2 separate regions of the Sus scrofa genome follow, and region 1 is linked to region 2. A link is a contact called in public Hi-C data. All regions are on one chromosome and are shown on one strand. Each heading gives the region's core, a stretch centred on a gene start, on an enhancer-like site or on the middle of the called end of the contact. The rest is flanking DNA. Distances are from core to core; before and after follow the strand shown. Region 1 has its middle 30 kb from the start of COBL. Region 2 overlaps COBL (protein cordon-bleu).

Region 1 (6,012 bases), core at 1,853-4,352, 120 kb before region 2:
GTGGGGGGGTGGAGGGGATGGTGACGGTTGTCACGGTGGTGACAGCGGTGTGGCATTGAACAGTTAGCATACATCAGGCCCTGTTTTACGTGTCTCAGATATTGAAATCACTTGACCCTCACAAGAACTCACCTTGCCACCTGGACCCTGGTCCCTGGTGAATGTCCAAGAGGAGCTTCTGGGGGCTCAGTAAGTGGCTCGGGCTCCTAAGCAGGATGAGAAGATGCGGGAACGTGACAGCTGACAGCTGTGGAAGCCGTCACTGCTCCGCACGGTGTGCTGGGTAGAACGAGTGGGTGGAGCTAGTGCTGCAGCTGGTGACCACTGAGCTCCGAGAGCCGGAGTGAGGTGCTCAGGTTCTGCCATCACGATGGGTGAACTTTTCGAGGGCCCAGTGGAGGTGCTGCATCTGATATTTTTGTCCACACCAGGTCCACCCTCCTGTGAGCACCTGTCGTCGCGTGGACACGTTGGCCCCTCGCCAGGGCTTCCTCAGTCCCAGGTGCCAGGGGAGTCCTGCTTCCAACATGGACAGTCCCAATGCCACGTCCATGTTGTACCCCTTTGGTTTAATGACCTCATTTTTTCTAGCTAGACCAGAATAGTTGCTTGTCTTTTCAGAAATCGCTCAAGGTAAAAATAACGCACGCGGTCCAGAGAGACCACTCCATAATTCAGCCCCCAGGCCTGGAAGACACCTCACTGCCCCACTCCCACCAACCCCAGCTGGGCCCTTGGATGCACATGCAAGCAGTGCCAAGGTCAGGTCTGATGCTCTGACACCCCAGAAAGGCATCCTTGTGCGATCTGTGCAGTCCCCACACATGGAGGGAGGCATCAAGGGGCTGGACTGAAAATGACTGAACTGCCACAGGGCGCCCCTTGCTGTAGGGTTCCTGATGGCAGAGGGAGGGAGCAGGCGTGACCCCTCAGAGTATTCTGGACCCTGTCTTATCCAGAATACAAAGGTCACGAATGGGCTCATCCTTCCAACATGGGGCCAACACGGGGCCAGAGCTGGGCTCATCTTTCCAACACGGGGCCAGAGCTGGGCCAGGCTCCATCTGTTTAGAGATGATGAGGTGAGCACAGTCGCAAATGCTGTCTGGTCCAGCAAACAGTGGAAACCAGGGGAGTTTCTACAAAGAGCCGCCTCCTGGCCAGTCACACACCGAGTTTCAGTTTGCGGCCTCTGCCCGAGACCGAGGTCAGAGCTGCCAGTCCACGGCTCTCCACCTCTGATCTGAGCCATACCCATTCCCAGAGACGTGGCTTCATTGGCTGGTACTGGGCAAGAGACTCCAAGAAGGAGGCACAGGGATGGAGCCCCCCTGCTCAGACGGCAGTGTCCACCTGTGTCCACCAGTGTCCACCTGTGACCCGGAAGGGCTCCTCCCCCCCAGGAAGCCTTGGCTAAAGTCAGCAGCACAGACTCAGTGACCGGCCACCAGGAGACCTCTTCAGCTTTCCTGGGGCCAAGAAATTATTCTCTCACTTTTTTTTTTTCTTTTTTGGCCACCCTGTAGCATATAGCGTTCCCGGGTCAGGGATCGGATCCAAGCCACAGCGGTGACCCAGGCCACAGCTGCAGCTGCGCTGGCCCCTTAACCCACGGTGCTGGGTCAGGGATGGAACCTGCACCCCTGCGCTCCAGAGACGCCTCCCATCCTGTCGCACCACAGCAGGAACTCCTTTTCTCTCCCTCTGAAGAAGCCTGGTTTTCGTGACGGTTGTCGTGACCACAGGAAACTGAATCCAGACTCCAGAGAGTCTGAAGTTTCCTCCTTGAAATCTGCATCTCAGCTCAGGACGGGACATTGAGAACCTTCACTGAACCGATGACACCCATGCATGAGGCTGCGCCCACCCCACGGGGACCCCGGGGTGTCAGGCTGGGACGCTGGGCCCTTGGTCCAGGAACCCTACAACGGCTGTTGCCCCGAGGGTGGAGTTGGCCCAGCAGGGTCTGACCTGGAGGGGGCGCTCTTCTCCCCTCCCTGCTCCCATCACTCCCTCTCTCCTCAGCGCTCCTTCCCCCTCTCTCTTTTCGTTATTTTTTAAAAAGGTTCTGAAGCAGAGTTGACTTGCCGTGTTGTGTTGGCTTCGGATGTACAGGAAAGTGACTCAGACGCAAAGGCAGGGGGCGGCAGAGGCTGGGGGCTGAGCCGAGTGCCTGGGGTGGGGTCTGCTTGCAGGGCCAGCGGGAGCCTGTTAGCGAATGTTTTAGGAATTGTGTGTGCAGCTCGACGTCACCTTGTAGCTTGAAACCGGCCATGATGGGAAGATACGTGAGACGAGCCTGGTGAGAGATGAGGCTGGAGAAAGAGGGAGCAGGTGCCCAGGCTGCAAAGCCACTGCAAGGCCGTTTGCTTTTATTCTGCGTGAGAGGGAGGGTTTGGGGCGGACTTGCGGCAAAGGGGTCATGGCCGGGCTTTTGTTTTAAAAGGATAGCTCTGCAGCCGCAGGGGAAACAGGATTCGGGTGCACAAGCCTGGAAGCAGACAGACTCGCCAGAGGCAGGTGCCACACGCAGGCGAGATGAGGGCGTCTGGATGAGCCATGGAGCGATGGGGCCGTGGACAAGAGGCCAGACTCCAGGAGGCTTGTTTAGACCGTAGGGGCACCCGCAGGCATGGTGGTGCAGGGCATGGACAAAGAGAGGAGCCCCGGTGACTTGGCGTCGCAGCAGGAGGAGACAGGACTGCGCCGGAGAGGAGCAGGCTCCTGGGGTGACGGGAAGTGTGAGGTGGGCGTGGAAACCCACGAGCAGGCGTGTGGATAAATACCCCCGAATTTCAGAAGGGAGGTCCCTAGACGCTCGATTTCTCTCTCAAGCATGCATTGCCTTTATATGCAGAATAAAACAGTGGGACTTGGAAAATAAATTAAAATCCAGACACACTTCTGATGGTGAGGTGTTTGCACCCACCCATCACAAGGGGGCGGTAGAAAGCAGCGTTTTCCTAGGAAAGCACGTCGGATCCATGAATTTCGACTGGAGAGTCGGGTGCTCTAGGTCAGAAGGCCTTCGCCCTCAGGAAGCCTGCAGGGTGACGGGGGCCCTCCCCATCACGGGGTCACCGAAGTCCCGCCACCACGAGGACGGAGGCTTGAACTGACACGGTCAGAGTGAGAGGAAGGGTCCTGCCTTGAGTCAGACCCCTGTTTACTCACCGTGTCTGCCCGAAGGGTGAGGAACTCAGGCCCCGCGTCTGCGCGAGTTCCTGTGCTCGTCTGTAAATGCCACGGAGGGCGAGGCAAGCAGGGGCCCTGTGTCCTCGACACAGGGCGGGGCGGGGCCCTGGCGTTCCTGGGGCCCTAACTCCCCTTTGGAGCGCTACCCACCTGGTGACAGGGTTCTGCAAAGGACAGGAGGGCCAGAGAGGTGATGCTTATCCCAGCAGAGCTCTCAGCTCAGAGGCCACTGGGGAGCAATGACTAAGCAGGGGCACAGGACCAAATTGGGGACTTCGGGGACGGGGTCAGCGGACGCAGACTACGAGCTGTGAAGCAGAGAAGCCACAAGGACTCCCTGTACCCCACGGGGGTCCTGGCCATTATCTCGTGTTAACGGAGTGTAACCCGCCAAAGGCCCGAGTCGCTGTGCGGCCCAGCCCGAAGGCAACCCGCTGTTGTCAGTCAGCTCTGCCTGCTAACAAGTAAGTGAGTTACGTGAGGAAGGAAAGGCGGCCGAGGCCCACTGCGGTCCCCTGGGCGAGGAATCCCACTGCCACGGCTCCGTCCCTTGGGAGCAGCAGGTTCGACCCCTGGACTGATGCAGTGGGTGAGGATCCAGCGTGGCCGCAGCTGTGGCCCAGTTCAGTCCCCAAACTTCCCTACGCCACGGCTGCAGCCACAGGGAAAAGTGACAGAAGGAGGACAGGGGAATAAAATGGTGAGGCGGATTCAGCCCAGATCCAGGGCGAAGGGCAGGGTCGTGGGGAGAGAAAGACCCCAAAAGACAGCCCCCACTGCCTCCCGCTGCGGGCGACCCCACGCCTGCTGGTGCCTTGGGAGCACCCTGGCAACCAGGGGGATGTTGGATCGGTTCTCCCAGCCGCTCAGATGCCAGCACACCCCTCGGGGACCTGGGAAGGGTGTTCGCGGAGAGCAAGGAAGAAAAGCCGGTGGTGCTGCCCCCTGTCCCGTCGTGGGCGGGGCTCCGTCCTGTGCCCACGCCGCGATGTTGGTCGTGTTCCTGCTAGAAAATGCTCACGGTGAAGCACAGACACGCGTTTCTGTGGAGAGAAAATCCGCGTCTTCCTTGTTCGCAAACCCTTGAACAGTCCTAGCGATACTCTAGACAAACACAGGTTTTGTTTCTTTGCTTTTTACAAGGGATCAAAGAAAGAGATGTTTCCGTTGTGTTCTGGAAGAAACAACGCTTGAGTATTTTGTTGTGTGTGTGCTTGAACGTTTTGTTCTCAGTATCGAGAAGGTACAGACTGTGGCAAATAGAAGCTTTTAAGAGGAGCGGAGGTAGTACCTGTGCGGAAGGACAGACGGGGAAAGGCACATCACTCCTTGTTCTGGGTTTGCCATTTGCGTAATAACAAACTAGCCTAATTGTGTAAAACTTTGTTTTGGCAGCGAAAGAATATATTCGCAAACGAAATCTTTGGAGCTCCCTCATGGCTCAGTGGGTTAAGGACCTATCATTGTTGGGTGAAATTTTGCCTCAGAACCCCAGTGTATGATTCACAGAAGGAGATGCTGCTTGGACAGGTGCAGGGAGGGGACCGAGCCCCTCTGCTCAGCTGGTTGTCACCGAGCCCTCCTCCTCCCACCGCCTGGCTGTCACAGAGGCTCCAGCTTGCAGACTTTTCTCCCTTTACACACACATGTATGTTTTGGCTAGAAAACAAATATACTTAATGTCCTTGTAGTTTTTTTGTTGTTGTTGTTTTTTCTTTTTTGGCTGCCACAAAGCATGTGGAAGTTCACTGGCCAGAAATCAGATCCAAGCCACAGTTACGGCCTACACTGCAGCTGAGGCAACACTGGATCTTTTAACCCACTGAGAGGGGCTGGGGATCAAACCTGCATCCTGGTGCTGCAGAGGCACCACTGATCCTATTGCACCACAGCAGGAACTCCCACGCAGTTTTTTGAAAATTACATTTAATCTTGAACATCGTATGTAGTATTTCATAGTCCAAACCGTCAGAGCCCGGGACGAAGCGAGAGGGGTTCTACTTCCCCGAGGAGACGAGGCTGTCAGGACTCTACGTCACAGCCAGGACCTCCACCCAGATGCCTCAGCTCTGTGCCGAGTACCAGTCACTAAGGGCATAAAGGAATAACCCATTCTTCTTTCTCGATCCATTCGCTCCCCAGCAGCATCGGCCTGCCTGCCCTCCTGCAACCCCTCGTGACAGTCTCACGACCCCTCGCTCTGTGCATCCTGCCTGCTTCCCCGTTCCTGCTCCCGAGAAGTGATCCCTATGCAGGATCTCCCTCGCCCAGCTGTCTCCAGAGCTCCAACCCTCTCAGGATAGGATCCAAACTCTTGGTCCCTGGACCAGGCTGGCAACCATGTTGCCCGGCCACTCTGCTGTCTCCCTAAGTGCTCTCCTGTTTATTTAGACACATCAGCCCCGGCGAGAGGTCACGAATGGGACAAAACCAGAGCAAAGGAGGAGGGAGTTCCCGGGGCTGGGCTGGACCAGTCATCCAGGGATGCAGGAAAGAACCTGCGTCTTGGAGGCTGTCTCAAGGGACCAAGGGCAAGCGAACCCAGGGAGCCAACACCAAGAGGAAAAGAGGGAACCAGCAGGGCTGAGGGGCTGGTGGAGGGAGAGGCTTGGCACTGAGCCCACAGCGCAGAGACGGGGTGGCAGTGGGCACTCAGGAGAGAAATGGGGGCCCACGTAGAGTTCAGCCACGATGGTGAGAGACTGGTCCAGAAGGAACCACGGTGGAAGCCAGGAAAGTGTCCATGCTTCACAGCCAAGCATTAGAGCTGCCTGGGGGCTCTGTTGAGAGGGACCGGGGTTCCCTCAGGCCCCAGAA
Region 2 (5,989 bases), core at 1,324-3,823:
TGACGCAGGGCTGGAGGCTTTGTGCCACCGCGGGTCGAGAAGCCCGTCGTCACTCTCTGTCGTCTGCCTTTTCCAGTTCTTCTGACCAAAACGCAATCGGAGCCCTCCCTGAGCTGCCGAGGTACCGTGAGCCCCGCGCTGTCCTGCCAGGCTGCCCTCTGCATGGCTCTGGGCTGCGGCCATGCACGGAGTGACCCCAGGGCATGTGGGGGTGGCACCTCCTGGGGGGGGATGTCTTGCCAGGCTGAAATGAGGTTGTGGTTTGATTCCCTGAACCTCTGGTTGGCTAAGCCAGGAATGTCCCTCGTGTGAAGATTTGCTGTGTGGCCCTGATGGGTGAGAAAGGAAGCGGGTTGCTGTGGAAAACAGGGCCTTTATGAACATAGAACTTGAGGGCAGCGGGGACGTGGTACATGCGGGAAAGGCGTCCTTTCCTTCCTGCTGCCTGCGCCGCCCTGTCCTGACCTGCCCCCAGCTCTGTCCCGCCTGCTGCAGGATTTGGGGACAGTGTGGATGGTGGTGAAATCTGACCTTTTATGTCATAAACAAGCATGTCAATGATCAGTCCAGATTTTGCTTTTATTTCTTATAAATTACATAATGCATACACATATGCATGCACATATTTACATAAGTATGTATGTTCACACATATATATTGGGATTTATATAAACCTTTGGGATCACACACACACGCGCGCAAGTGCACTCCAAGGGGGTCCTTGAACTCACACTGAGTGTTTGTATTTTACAGAAATTTCTGTCCATGTTTGTTAAAGTGTTTAAGAATAGACTTTGTTTCTAGAAAAAAAAAATAATGCAGGGGCGTAATCTCCAGAATATACAAACAGCTCATGCAGCTCAATATCCAAAAAACAAGCAACTCAATCAAAAAATGGGCAGAAGACCTAAAGAGACATTTTCCAAAGAAGACAGACAGCTGGCCAATAGGCACATGCAAAGATCCTCCATATTGCTAATTATTAGAGAAATGCAAACCAAAACGACACTGAAGCATCACCTCACCCCCGTCAGAATGGCCAGCATCAAAAAGTCTGCAAATAAGAAATTCTGGAGAGGACGTGGAGAAAAGGAAACCCTCCTACACTGTTGGCGGGAATGGAGGTTCCCTTACAAAAGTAAAAGCAGAGCTGTCATATGATGCAGCAGTCCCACTTCTGGGCACATAGCCAGAGAAAAAGCTGAATTCCAAAAGATAAATGCACCCTTATGTTCCTAGCAGCCCTGCTTACATTTGCCAAGACTTGGAAGCAACCTAACTGTCTATCACCAGACAAATGGAAACGATGCAGGATGTTTACACAATGAAAGGTCACTCGGCCGTCAAAAGAATGAGATCACGCCCTTTGCAACAACACGGAGGGACCTAGAGGATTTCATACGAAGTGCAGTCAGAGAGAGAAAGACAGATATCATAGGGCTTCACTTATATGTAGGATCTTAAAAATGATACAAATGAGCTTATTTACAAAACAGTAACAGCCTCACGGACAGAGAAAACAAACTTGATTACCAACGGGGATAGCAGAGGGGGAGGGGTAAATTGGTTTGGGATGAACACGTAGGCACTACGGTCTATGAAGAAGAGAACCAACACGGTCCTACGTATGGCACAGGAAACTCCACCCGTAACAGCAAAAGGATGAAAAAGTTTTACATAGAGACATACGCATGTGTGTCTGTGTATAACGGAGCCGCAGGGCTGTACACCTGAAACTAACACAACGTTGTCAATTAACTATACTTCGCTACGAAAAGAAGCAACATGAATGCATAGTTGTTTTGAGTGGAAACGTCAATATATATGATGGTTCTGAGTGATCTGACGTGGGGATACCGGCAGGCCGAGAGCAGCAGAGGAGGAGACTCACCACGGTGGTTCTTCTCTCACCGGGTGCCACGGCCCCATCCTGCGGACGCAGGCACTTGCAAACAGGCACAGCTCCGTGCGATGCAGACGCGGTTGCCCTCTTGCCTCGATGAGCTTGGTGACCGTGTTCGTGTCCCCGGCGGCTTGTCTGTTTCCTCTTCGGAAGCGTGGATGTGGGATGAGCTGGTCCTCTGGGGCAGGTCCAGCATCCTCCATCCCTTTGCACCTCTCAGCCCCTCTGTGTCACCTCCCAAATCATTCTGATGCTTCCAGTCTCTGCTTAAGGATGAAGCGCAACCTCTCCTAGACTTTTATTCATATTTAAGTCTTAGTAAATGAGCAGAAATGAAAACAAAGTAGACGCCACCCTCAATTTGTCATCTGTTTAGAACCGTGGAGTCCGGCTCCTGAGTCGTTTCTTGAGGCCTGGCTGTGCACCGGGCCGCTCGCTGCGTGGAGTCTTGCCTGATGGAAACGCTCAGGGAGCCAAGGGTTCTTGCTCTGCTTTCCAGGCCATCCTTCCGGGCGCCTGGTGGTCCCAAACCTCACAGGAGGCCCCACCCAGAGTGGCCAAAGCCTCACCTCTGAGGTCAGGCCAGCTTGGAGCTGGACAGCGCAGCTGAGGCTTCTGAGTCAGCGCAGAGCGGCTCTGAGCCAGGGCTGCCCCGAGCCTGAGTCCTGGGGGTGGTGACCAGCCACCGCCCCTGTTCAGGGAGAGAAACAAGACCCTGGATCTCTGGCCCAGTCTCTCGGTTTGTGTGGTTTGGTGTAACAGCCTGTGGCCAGAGATGTTGCTTCCTTGTTCACCGCCTCATCTCCCAGGCACCATCACATCCTGCACTTCCTACATCCGTGTCACAGGCAGTCAGTTCTAGAACCATCGGAAGTACAGGACACTGCGAGTGTGTGCTGCTGCCCGTGGGCGGCTTCCCTTTGTGGTACCGTGCGCTGGACACAGGCTCTGGCCTGGCAGAGGGTTTGGATGGGATTCACCACGAAGCCCACCTGCCGCATGTGTGGCGGGGTGCATGCATATGCCTCACCGCTACCGAGGGCCTCGGCTGGAGCCCCCGCATGAAACAGGGAGGCCTCGCCCTTGGGGCTAAAGCTGGAGCCTTTGCCACTGACAGCACGGGAGCTGAGTTTGCTTCGCTGGGAGGACAGCGTCAGTGTAAGTACAGGTCCGAAGGCACCGACGCCCGCGTCCGCCTGCTCTGACTGGAACAGGAGATGCTCCCTGATGCTTTCCTGGCTCGGGTGGGTATGTTGGTGGCGGAGTTTGTGAAATCGCCATCCGCTTTTGTCCACCAGTGGGTTGGCAGTCTGGCTCTCCAGCAGTGGGCAGTGGTGGGCAAAGCCATCTTTTGATCTTATAGCAGCGCCTACAGCTTTTCTCCTCTGGCCCCATCTGTGCGCCTTGGAAGAGGAGAAAGGGATAGACTGAGGACAGAGGTCTGGAGTGGCCTCTGGGGTGTCAGCAGGATGGTAGCCAGTGGTTGTGGTGGCACTGAGGGTGCACCACGGTCGTCTGAGTCATCCCCAGGTCTGCCCCTACCACGGTGCCCCCGGGCCTTTGCTCCACCAGCTCTCAGGCTCTCAAGTGTGGTCCCCGCTGCTTAGGCATCCTGAGAGGGCGGCCTGGACCCACCCCGAGTCTCCCAGTTAGGGCTCTGGGGGGGGGGGCAAGCTCCCAGGGATGCCATCCTGGAGACAGCAGACCTGGGCTGCGTGGTCAGCTGCCCGAGGGCGCCCATTCTAGCCTGATGGAGAAAACCCAGGAGGGCAAGCAGGCTGTGGATTTAGAATTCAAAAGTAAAAACAGTAAAAGGAAACAGGGGCCCCCTGGAGAATGTGATTGAAAAGGAAATCATTCCGCTCAAGGCAGAGGAAGGAGAATCTGGGAACGCGGGTCCTGGAAGCGCCGACGTGCTTAGTTCTGATCCCAGCTGGGAACCAGCACCATCACGCCGCATTCTGGAAAGGAGTGGTTGCTTCAAGCAGGGAAGCCGTGGGTGAATTTTGTTTAGTTTGTGTCTGTTCCTCCTCATAATCCTTACAGCAGGTGTTTCACAGTCCTGGGAGCTGCGCCGTCAGCCTGGCGGTGACAGACCAGGTGTTGCTGCTGCGGGCGCCTGGCTCAGGGCTGGTCCAAGCCGAGATGGGCCATCTTAAGGGCGCCGCATTTTCAAGGCTTAGTACGAAAACGAAAAACACCTCAGGAATAATTTTATGTGGATTGTGCGATGGAACGAAGATACTTTAGATACACTGGATTAAATACAACATATTATTAAAACGAATTTCACCTGGTTCTTTTTGACGCAGCCACTGGAGAATGTAAACTCACACGTAGAGTCACTCTATTTTCCTGATGCTCGATTCAGACCTAGAACTTTGGGATTTTTTTAACCATACAGCAGGTCGTAAGAACCTTTGGAAGAACCTTGAGTGATATCATGAACTCAGGGGGAGGCTTTGCGGTGCCTCAACAGGCTTTGAGAGAAAGGGTTGCTGGGTTTACTGTCTCATAAGAACTAAAGTCAAGCCCCATAAGGGTGGAGAAAGGAAACATTGGTTGATTTTTTTTTTTTTAAAGATTGCCCGTTTCAGATGCTGAAAAATAACTTACTCCTTTTTTTTTTTTTTTCTAGAAACTTTTAGAAAATCATCCCTTGAGAATGATGAAACAGATAAAGAGAAGAAAAAATTTCTGGGATTTTTCAGAGTTAATAAAAGAAGCAACAGTAAGGTAAGTGATTAACTACGCACATGACTCTGCCTTCTGCACACACAGCTTCGTGGGCATCTGTTCTGGGCGTGGCTTGGCGTTTTTCTAAATATGTGTGGCAGTGGTTACTTCCTTCGGGGAAGGAGAGCCTGCCGGGTCAGTGTGAACTGCGGTGCCAGGCTCGTCGTCACACCTCCACCACCAAGGCAGTTGTCTGGGTGACGGCGGTACCTCTTTCCTTTGGCTGCACCGGCCACGTAGACGTCCTGAGCTGGGGATTGAGTCCGGCCACTGCAGCCACCCAGACCGCTGCAGTGACATTGCCGAATCTTTAAGCCGCTGCATCACAAACTTCCAGTGATGATGTTTTTGTTTTCATTTTTAGGGCTGCACCTGAAGCATATGCAGATTCCCAGGCTAGAGGTCAAATCAGAGCTACAGCCTTGGGCCTACCCCACAGCCACAGCCACACTGGACCCACTGAGCAAGGCCAGGGATCAAACCAGCATCCTCACAGAGACTAGTCGGGTTCTTAACCCCTGAGCCATCATGGGAACTCCCCGGTGATGGGTCTTATTCACAGACCTAATGGGAAGTCTTGAGCCGTCTCTGCTGGCGCCTGATCACAGACGAGGCGGGTTCCGCATGTCTCCGTGTGTCCTTTGCAAACCTCTGCTCCGCGTGTCCCCACTTAGGGCCTTCGGAGCCCGTCCCCTCCCGTCTGTCCCTGGCCTTTCCTCCTCGCCAGCGTTCTCCTTTCTCGCCGGAAGTACCAGAAATGACAGATTCAGGCTTTCACGGGGGATTTTCCTGTCACGCAGTACGTGTTGGGTTCCTGGTTCCTGACTTTTTTTTGTTGTTGTTGTTGTCTTTTTAGGGCCGCACCTGCGGCACATGGAGGGTCCCAGGCCAGGGGTCCAATCAGCGCTGCAGCTGCAGGCCTACACCACAGCCACAGCCACGCCAGACCCGAGCCACGTCTGCCATTTGGCTGCGTCTTGCGGCAACGCCAGATCCTTAACCCACTGAGCGAGGCCAGGGATCCACCCCTGTGGATTCTAGTCCGCTTCTTAACCAGCTGAGCCGAGACGGGGAGTCCTGGTTCCCACACCTCTGAGGTCAGGTGGCTGGACCGCGTGCACTGCTGTCCTCTTGGCCTCGTGGGTCCGTTTCTTTTTTCCTTTTTTTTTTTTTTTTAGGGCCGCACCCACAGCATATGGGGGGTCCCAGGCTAGTGGTTGAATCAGAGCTGTAGCCACTGGCCTACACCACAGCCACAGCAACACTGGATCCTTAAGCCACCGAGCGAGGCCAGGGATCAAACCTGCGTCCTCATGGATACTAGTCAGGTTCTTAACCCTCTGAGCCACA

What was found. Hi-C and Micro-C count contacts between places; a contact is called where the count stands out from the background.
Region 1: a contact with region 2 is called in a Hi-C map of omental adipose tissue, with 2.7 times the contacts expected there. The contact joins two enhancer-like sites. A contact is called at or near these places in 1 of 5 promoter capture datasets (liver), 24 of 47 Hi-C or Micro-C datasets (adipose tissue, alveolar macrophages, brain and 14 more) and 1 of 2 datasets of contacts at active chromatin or transcription factors (skeletal muscle).

Annotation. Positions count from the first base shown.
Region 1 is chr9:137,082,716-137,088,727 of Sscrofa11.1, reverse strand. No RefSeq gene overlaps it. Among named protein-coding and RNA genes, the nearest start is that of COBL, 30 kb to the right of the region's middle. Within about 2 kb of position 3,102, at least 2 of the 83 cell types and tissues checked have an H3K27ac peak or open chromatin away from gene starts, as enhancers often do. A contact at or near this core is called in omental adipose tissue, where this site is marked.
Region 2 is chr9:136,960,880-136,966,868 of Sscrofa11.1, reverse strand. It overlaps COBL (protein cordon-bleu), which reads left to right. Exons shown (of 16, transcript XM_021063931.1): 5 at 4,542-4,639. Among named protein-coding and RNA genes, the nearest start is that of COBL, 91 kb to the left of the region's middle. Within about 2 kb of position 2,573, at least 8 of the 83 cell types and tissues checked have an H3K27ac peak or open chromatin away from gene starts, as enhancers often do. A contact at or near this core is called in omental adipose tissue, where this site is marked.